2 separate regions of the Mus musculus genome follow, and region 2 is linked to region 1. A link is a contact called in public HiChIP or PLAC-seq data. All regions are on one chromosome and are shown on one strand. The core of a region is the stretch at or near the end of the contact, and the rest is flanking DNA. Distances in the headings are between cores, read along the strand shown. Region 1 holds the start of Tbx18 (T-box18). Region 2 has its middle 190 kb from the start of Cep162.

What was found. HiChIP or PLAC-seq counts read pairs in DNA pulled down with a chosen protein or histone mark.
Region 2: a contact with region 1 is called in an H3K4me3 HiChIP or PLAC-seq map of embryonic limb bud, with 4 times the contacts expected there. The contact joins the enhancer-like site here to the promoter of Tbx18 in region 1. A contact is called at or near these places in 9 of 39 promoter capture datasets (the 3T3-L1 cell line, 3T3-L1-derived adipocytes, cranial neural crest and 5 more), 6 of 484 Hi-C or Micro-C datasets (3T3-L1-derived adipocytes, cerebellum, cranial neural crest and 2 more) and 8 of 115 datasets of contacts at active chromatin or transcription factors (craniofacial prominence, embryonic forebrain, embryonic hindbrain and 5 more).

Annotation. Positions count from the first base shown.
Region 1 is chr9:87,729,237-87,733,282 of GRCm38.p6, reverse strand. It overlaps Tbx18 (T-box18), which reads left to right and starts at 2,023. Exons shown (of 8, transcript NM_023814.4): 1 at 2,023-2,748; 2 at 3,618-3,822. The coding sequence starts at 2,439.
Region 2 is chr9:87,441,681-87,445,726 of GRCm38.p6, reverse strand. No RefSeq gene overlaps it. Among named protein-coding and RNA genes, the nearest start is that of Cep162, 190 kb to the right of the region's middle. Within about 2 kb of position 1,651, at least 5 of the 459 cell types and tissues checked have an H3K27ac peak or open chromatin away from gene starts, as enhancers often do. A contact at or near this core is called in embryonic limb bud, neural tube and second pharyngeal arch cranial neural crest, where this site is marked.

The DNA of each region.
Region 1 (4,046 bases), core at 774-3,273:
TATGAACCCAAGTCAAATTTTGTACCCCGAGGCTCCAGCTGCCAGGGGTAACGTTGGAAGAAGACGCAGAGGGACAGCGGAGGGCTTGGGACCCTGTGCTCCTCAGGGTAGCCTAGAAGGCCTGTTTCAACATCCCAAACCAGTTTGAACTGTGCGGCATTTAAAGGGACAAGATCATAACTACAAAGTAGGCTTCCGGTCTGGAAATCCCTGCGGTTTCTTGGAATCAGCCGCCCAGCCTCCTCCTGCGGGCTGGTCGAGTATGCCAGAAACCTTTTAGTGACTCCACCCCCCCCCCCACCTCCGTCACAGAATTTATGAATCCCTTAGGCTGCAAGCCGGCCTTGCTCGGAGAACCGCTCCATTGGACCATCTATGAGGGCCCAGGGCTGGGGCTGGGCGCTCTAGCTCAATGGGCAACTGAAGATACGTAGCTTCACGCGGGAGCTTCACACAGGGCCTTGAGTTGTTTGCTTAAACTCTACAGACTTCGTCCTAGACTCTCCCTACTAACCCAGAACTTTCCAGGCTGCCTCTTCAAGCTTTCTGGTTGGCTCCCGCTTTAGGCCAAACTTCACTAACCGGGTTGAACTTATTCAGGATACCACATCACCCTACACTCTGATGAGTCTGCGAGAGCTTCTCCAGACAGCTTCAAGCCAGTAGGCTACACCGGCTCCCAGTGCCCCAAATAAAACAATGTCTTCCAATTGAACGCATTTTTCAGGCATTTAAAAATCTGCATCCACAGCAAAGATATTACCAAGTCCTTTCTGGCCCAGGCCTTGCAGGCGCCTCTAGGCACTCGCTGCTTGGTTCAATTTCTTCCCAGCACTCCAGTCCTGAAGGAACTGCAGGTTTCTCTATCTATGATTTAAAAACAAAACCCTCCTTCCGGGGTTGATGGTACTTTCAGAGGCCATTTTCCTGAATGCCGAGGAGAAGCCAGAAGAAAGCTAGGACTGCAGTGTTTAAATGAACATCGAATAAAGGAGGCAAAGCAAAATGAAACAAAACGAATCGTCCCTGGCCTATTTTATACTAAAGATTTGTGCACATAGTGAATTTTATTCTACAAGTGATTTTTTTTATTATCCCCATCAAACCCACATCCTGTTAATCCTAAGAAAATGTTGAGTTTAAACAACAGAACTGCACATACATGTTTGCGATCGTTCAATTCTAGAGTTCTGCTTTCTTTTGAATTTATTTTAAAGAAACACGCCGATTAAAAAAAAAAACCAATATGAATACGAAGCTACTTTTAACATACAGAACTTTCAAAAAACATACAGAAATTCATAAAACATGGTTTACTTTGTGAAGTTTTGAAGTTAAACCTATATCATTAAAGACAAACAGAATTAAAATCCCAGGACCTACGTTTTAAAATAATTAGTCCTAAATAAAAGGAGACACCTTTCCTGAATCGGTTATATGAAGGTCTGAGAGATATTACAATGATTAATTTTTAAATCTAAAAAATATCAAATATGCGTAAACTCATCTCACGTAAGAAAAAAATCTTCGGAGTAAGATTCAAGCCCGTGGTCATTCTCTCCATACAGTGGGCATCAATAGATGCAGGAATGTTTAAGTGAGAAACAACAAACTGTTGGCTGTAAGTTCCTGCCTCCTCCAAATGTACTTCTTAGCCCCATGGACAGGGATGAGAGACCGGAGATTTAAGGGTCCTTGAAAGATCCTCTATACTACTAGTTACGGATCTCTTTTCTCGGTTAAACCCTGAGGCTCAGCCTTTCCTGGTCCTGATAAGAAAAGCCTGAGAAGCGACTGGGTTGGCGGGTGTCAGCAAAAGAGGGTTCAGCTTTCTAGAGACTGGCAGAGACGAGCCAGATGGCGGCGCTTTTCGGTCTGAGATTTTCCGACCTTGTAAGGAAGTGGGCGCGGGCTGAGCGGAGTTAGATTCTCCTGATTGGTAAACCGTTTCGGTGATGGACAGCTCCATAGGACCCTCCCCCGCCGCTTTATTGACACTAATGAGCAAGTTCTTCCCACCGCTCTCCTGCCTTGAAGTGCTGACAGATCAAGGCAACAAATTTCAATTACAATCCCTAATTTGTGTCCGCAGAGTGTTTTTTTTTTCCCCGTGTTAGTCCTCTCGGGCTCATCAGTCGAGGCAGATCTTGGAGCAGCAGGAGGAGGTGGAGGGTTTGGGAGTCAAGAAGTGCATCATTGAACTCGAGGGAGAGACAGAGGGAAGGAAACTTGGCGGCCGCGTTCCTGCTTCCTCGGATCCCAACGCCAGAGAAAGAGGAAACGGCAAATTTGTTTTTGCCCGCAGCTAGGAAGGGGACAGATCTCGGGAGGCATCGGGAGCTGCGGAGCGTTTGGTGGGGGGCCAGGAGGGCGAGCGCGTGCGTGCGCCCCAGCCGCGAGTATATGAGAGAGGGGCGAGCGGGCTCGGGGAGGCGGGGATGGCGGAGAAGCGGAGGGGCTCACCGTGCAGCATGCTAAGCCTCAAGGCGCACGCCTTCTCTGTGGAGGCACTGATCGGCGCCGAGAAGCAGCAACAGCTTCAAAAGAAGCGGAGAAAGCTGGCCACGGAAGAGGCGGCGGGGGCGGTGGAAGACGCAGGCTGCAGCCGTAGCGGAGGCGCGGGGGAGCACGGCTGCTCGGAGGCCGACGAAGAAGCGGCTGCCCCGCCGCCGGCAGCCGGGGCGGCGTCCGGGCCAGCGCGGAGCTGCGCGGACGCGGAGCGGAGCTGTGGCTCCCGCGGAGCGGCGGGTGAGTCGATCGATCCCTTCCTGCCCCAGCGGCTTCCCGGTGCGTCTCCGCCCGGCTCCCGCGAACCTGAGCTTCGGTGAGGCAGCGCTAGCGCCCGCTCCTCCCGGGCCTCCGCCGCCGAGCCCCGGGGGCAGGCGTTGAGCCGTCGGCCCCGCACACCGTCCATCCGCGGCTCTCTGCCCGGCTCGGCGGGCTGCCGCCGTCCTCGCCTCTGCGCCGGGAGGGTTCGAGCCCAGGGCTGCCGCTGCTTTTCACTTCTCTAAGTTTTAGGGGCCCCCGGGGCGCGTGCGGGAGGGCGCGGGCTAAAAGCGCGGAAAAGGGCTCGGACGCCCAGAAGTTGGGTGCGCCAACCGGGGAGGCGGCGGCGAGCTCGCCCACACTCTCTGCCCTTCTGAACGCGGAGCGCTACTCCTCCGGAGCCCAGGGCGCCTCGGGGCGGGCTTTTAGCTCTCTTCTATCCGCTGTGCTGCGGGGCCCGGAGAGCCAGCAGCCCGGAGGATTGCCTGGAGCGGGGTTTGGGGAAGTTCTCAGAAAGTGCCTCGCGCGAGGCCCAGAGGCCCGGCGGCCTCCTGGGGCGGAGGGAGGAAGGGGTGACCGGAGCAGATCCCGGCAGCGGCCGCAGTGAGATCTGCGCCCAGGGACAGTGAGCTCGGGGACAGGTCTCAGGCCCACAAGGCGGGGCGCATGGGGAGTTTGCGGGCCTGGCTCTGGGACATAGGAACTCGGTGGGACCCTAAAGGCCTCAAGGCAACTCCGATCGCCCCGCGCGGCAGGACTGCGGGCAGCTGTCCTAGGGCCTGGCCCTGAGATGATCCTCAAGGCCGGATCGCCCCCTCACTGCTTCCCCGTCTCTACCCTCTGCTGTCCAGGCAGCTGTGAGGATGGCTTCCTGCAGGGCGCCTCCCCGTTGGCATCCCCGGGAGGCTCCCCGAAAGGGTCTCCCGTACCTGGCTTGGCACGACCGGGGACCCCGCTGCCCGCGCCGCAGGCCCCGAGAGTAGATCTGCAAGGAGCGGAGCTCTGGAAGCGCTTTCACGAAATAGGCACCGAGATGATCATCACCAAAGCCGGCAGGTAAGCTTGAGTCTCCGTGTGTCCTGGGACTTTGGCCTCACCGGACCCTGGCCGCAGCTCTGACCCACCCAACAGGGCCCCAGACAGTAGCTTCCTTTCTAAATCTTTACTGCTTTCTTTCCCAAAGCACTGTCGAGGAAGGGCGCATCCCGGCCCAGTTTCATTTAGGTCTGAAAGATCTTTGTCAAGTTGGGTGCTACAGCCTTAGCGATCCATGCTCTGGG
Region 2 (4,046 bases), core at 402-2,901, 290 kb after region 1:
ATCCATGAAGCTGGATATCTCAGCTGATCTTCATTATCCACCAGAATTTCCAAGAAGTCTCTAATGATAATAAAGGAATAGACCTGTCTGTGAGGCAAGACAGAGAACAAGCTTCCTCCTTCCATGTCCATTATATATGCTGCCTGCAGAAGGCATGCCCCACATTTAAAATGGATCTGCCCAACCAAAAGATCCAGATTAAAAGTGAACCTTCCTACTTCGAATAAATTAATAAGAAAAAAAAATCTTCCTCACAGGTGTATCCAGCCTCCTGAGTTTCAGCTAATTCTACATGTGGTCAAGTCGCCAACCAAGAACAGCCATCACAAGACCCTTGTGGATTGAACATTCTTCTTTCAATTCAAATAATTTCAATTATTTCAGATATGCCTGGAATTCATTTATCTTCAAAGAAACTTCTCATTAAAATTATGCTACAAAAATCTACAACCTTTCTCCTAGACTCTTTTTGTACATGGGTTTAAATTTTTATTAGATGACAAAACCAGTATAACTAGAAATGGGATATGCTAAAGGTTCTGTGGTTCCCTTCAGTAACTTACTGGCCATCTGCATAAATAGCTGAGTTCTTTCTTCATATCCCATGTTCAAGGCTTTTGGATTTTGCTTTCAAAGCAACTTACAACCCTCATGTTAACGGAAGCAGGAATTATCATTCAAACAGAGAAAACCCAGTGAGGTTTTGTTAAATTGACACAAGTGACTCTGGGCAGGCATTTTGTGACCCTCCAGATGATAAGTCTTTGATATGCACAGTGATTTAACACAAGTTGGCCAGTGTTAGAACACAGTTCCTTCCACTTTCAGACCCATGCAGTTTGAGTGGGATTGTCTGGTGGATTAAAAAAAATTTCAAAAAAAAGAATGACTCAAGGTATTCATAATTTTTACTGGACACCTTTCACCGATTATAAATGCTGAGTGTTGATGCTAAAACATTTTCAAGCATCTTATGTATTTTTGTGGAGATTTTGTGTATGCATGTACAGCAGAACACAACTTTCAGGAGTCCATTTTGTCACCATGTAAGTCCCAAGATCAAACTCCAGTTATCCAGCTTGTCTGAAAGTGAGTACCCCACCAGTCCCCAAAACACATTTAATCCTTAAGACTATGGCAAAGCCAAAGAACTATCAAAAAAATATTAAGACCTGGTTAATTTCAGTAAAATGTCTCCGCTTTTAACATCCAGAAAACCTAGATGTTGGAATGAAGAAACTCCACAAGCCCACGATTTGAAGTAACTGCAAGATTCAAGGACAACAAGAGAAATCTACTGAAATTCTTCCTGAATTAAAGTCTGGGGAAACTTTGACCTTTTGGTTGATATCACGGGTGGACAGATGTCTAAATCTTTTGGAAAAAATGAACTCCAGCATCTGCCAGCCAGTTCTTTTGTTTGGTTGGTTGGTTGGTTGGTTTTATGTTGTTTTGTTTGTACTGTTGGCTAGAAGGTAGAAAAGTGAGGTTTGAAATGAGAGTTGATGGCTTTCTTTGCACACCTGTATGGAAGGCAGCCCTGTACGCTGGTGGCACACTCCCGACATCTGCTCCTTTCATTGGACTGAGCTGTAAATTGAAATTCCATTGCAATGTTTTGAGAACCAGTTGAAGTCAGGAGACCGTCAGAAACCCTCTTTAAACTCACCCTTATCCAAACAGGAAACTGACCCTTGGCCCCTGGACGTAACAGTACACCAGTGGAAATTTCATTATCCCCGTTTCAGCTGAGCTAAGTGAAAATTAATTGTGTAATTATCTGGATGAGCGCATGTGTAAAATTTTACAATGTGCCGGTTAGATTAAGTAACGTGTTAGTGGCGTGGTTTAGTGCAGAGTCAAAGCTGTCCTGTAAAAGATGGAATAAAAGAAATCCAAGAAAGTTGGCAAGGGGAAAACATATGTCAAAGAACATGCCTAACATGAGAAACTAATGTTAAGCATCACTCCATAACCTGATAAAAATCTTATCCTCCCTGACCATAGGTGGATCTGACAAGGGTTGGGGAGAGGGGATCTGCACATCTGTGTGTGTATGTATATGTGTGTGGTATGGTACGCATGTGTATGAACACATGGGGACCCTTGTGTAAATGCCCTCCATTTATTGCAATTAAATAATGAAGTTGCTACTGAAATATTTGGTTTGCCCACATTGATGAATCTGAGTTAATAACTCTGTTAACAAGTCTAAATAGTAGACATACAGACTAGAGGCTGCTCAGTAGCTGGCTCTCAGAGTTCTTCTAGAGCCTTCTTCACACAAGGTATGAGAAGAGATTTAACAGTGACCCATCAGAGTCTTCAACATGAAAACTTGCTTTCTTTTAGAGAGATTTTAAAGAACTTTCATCCAGAGATTTCCCCTTACCCCCACCCACCTTTCATACAGACAGAGATACAGACAGACAGACAGAGACAGACAGAGACATAGACACACAGAGAGATGTTTTATGGAAGCAATTTTCATTTCAAAGTCTCTGGAAAGCTTACCTAACAGTTTCTGAAAGAAAAGTAGTGGATGCTTTTAGAAAGTGACTATAGTTTTTAAACAGCAGCTGAGCAGTGTGCCAACCTTTCTCAGTTCCTAATGTGGGTTTTCATGATGTGGGACCTTGGCAGATCCAGCAACTCATTCGTGATTCTTGCCAATAAAGCAGGTCTCCTGCTTTCTCCTTCTTTGTACTGCTTAGTCTCCTGAAGGCTGTGTTTATAGTAGCGAGCCGGCTGAGAGGCATTAGTTGTTGTTGTTGTTGTTGTTGTTACTTTGTTTTGTTTTGTTTTGTTTTTTAACCACAAACTTCAGAAATGAAGCTTCCACAAGAAAAGAATATTAACAACCCCTCCCCCGCAAACACACAAATATACACACTGTGTTTACCCTTTTCTTAAAAATTGATTTAATGACTTTCTAGCACTATAAGCCATCATAAAGACTTTACTATAGTACTCTCAGGAGTAGTACACACTTCCTGAGAAGAGTGTACAGTGTGGAAACCTGACTGAAAGCAAGCATGCTTCGGGCCTCAGACTTCAGTAAGAGCATTCAAAGGGTGAAGGGGAACCTTAGGTCAGGGAACTTCAGCTTCCTCAGGAAAATGGGACTGTTGGCAAACTTATATTTTACCAGAGTGTTTGGGAACTTTTTCTGTAAGATATATGCTTTGTAAAAACTAATAGCTTTCCTCAGAGGTATTCACACACACACACACACACACTGATCTCTCCTCATTATTGCCCCTTCAGCATGTCCCTTGGTATTCACACACACACACACACACAAACACACACACACAGAGCCTTCTCACTACTGCCCCTTCAACATGCCCTTTGGTACTCACACACACACATACACACACACACACACACACCCACACACACACCCACCCACACACACACACACACACACAGACACAGACACACACACACAGACACACAGACACACAGACACACAGACACAGACACACAGACACACAGACACACACACACACACACACACACACTGCCCTCTCCTCACTACTGCTCCACTGCCCCTTCAACATGCCCTTTGGTATTCACACACACACACACACACACACACACACACACACACACACACACACACACACACTGCCCTCTCCTCACTACTGCTCCACTGCCCCTTCAGCATGCCCCTTGGTTCCTCTTCTTTCAAACAGTCCTCCCTCCATGTCTACCTCGTAGCTCTGGATTTAGACTTTGCGTGTGAGAGAATATGTGCACTATTTGCTTTTCAGAAGATATGGTGGTCTCTGGCCCCATTCCACCTACCCCCATCCCCACACAAATGGCAAGCCTCTATTTTCTGTGAGCGACTACTACTCCACTGTTTCTAGATGCTGCATTGCCCGTGTCAGTGCCTCAGCTTGGTGGATGAATGTGCTGGGGCAGTTACAGTGCACAAGTGTCTCTGTGTTATGCTTAGATCGCTTGGGCGTTACCAAGGGTGGTTTGGCTGCAACATACAGTAGATCTGTTTTCAGATTTTGAGGAATTTCCATACCAAT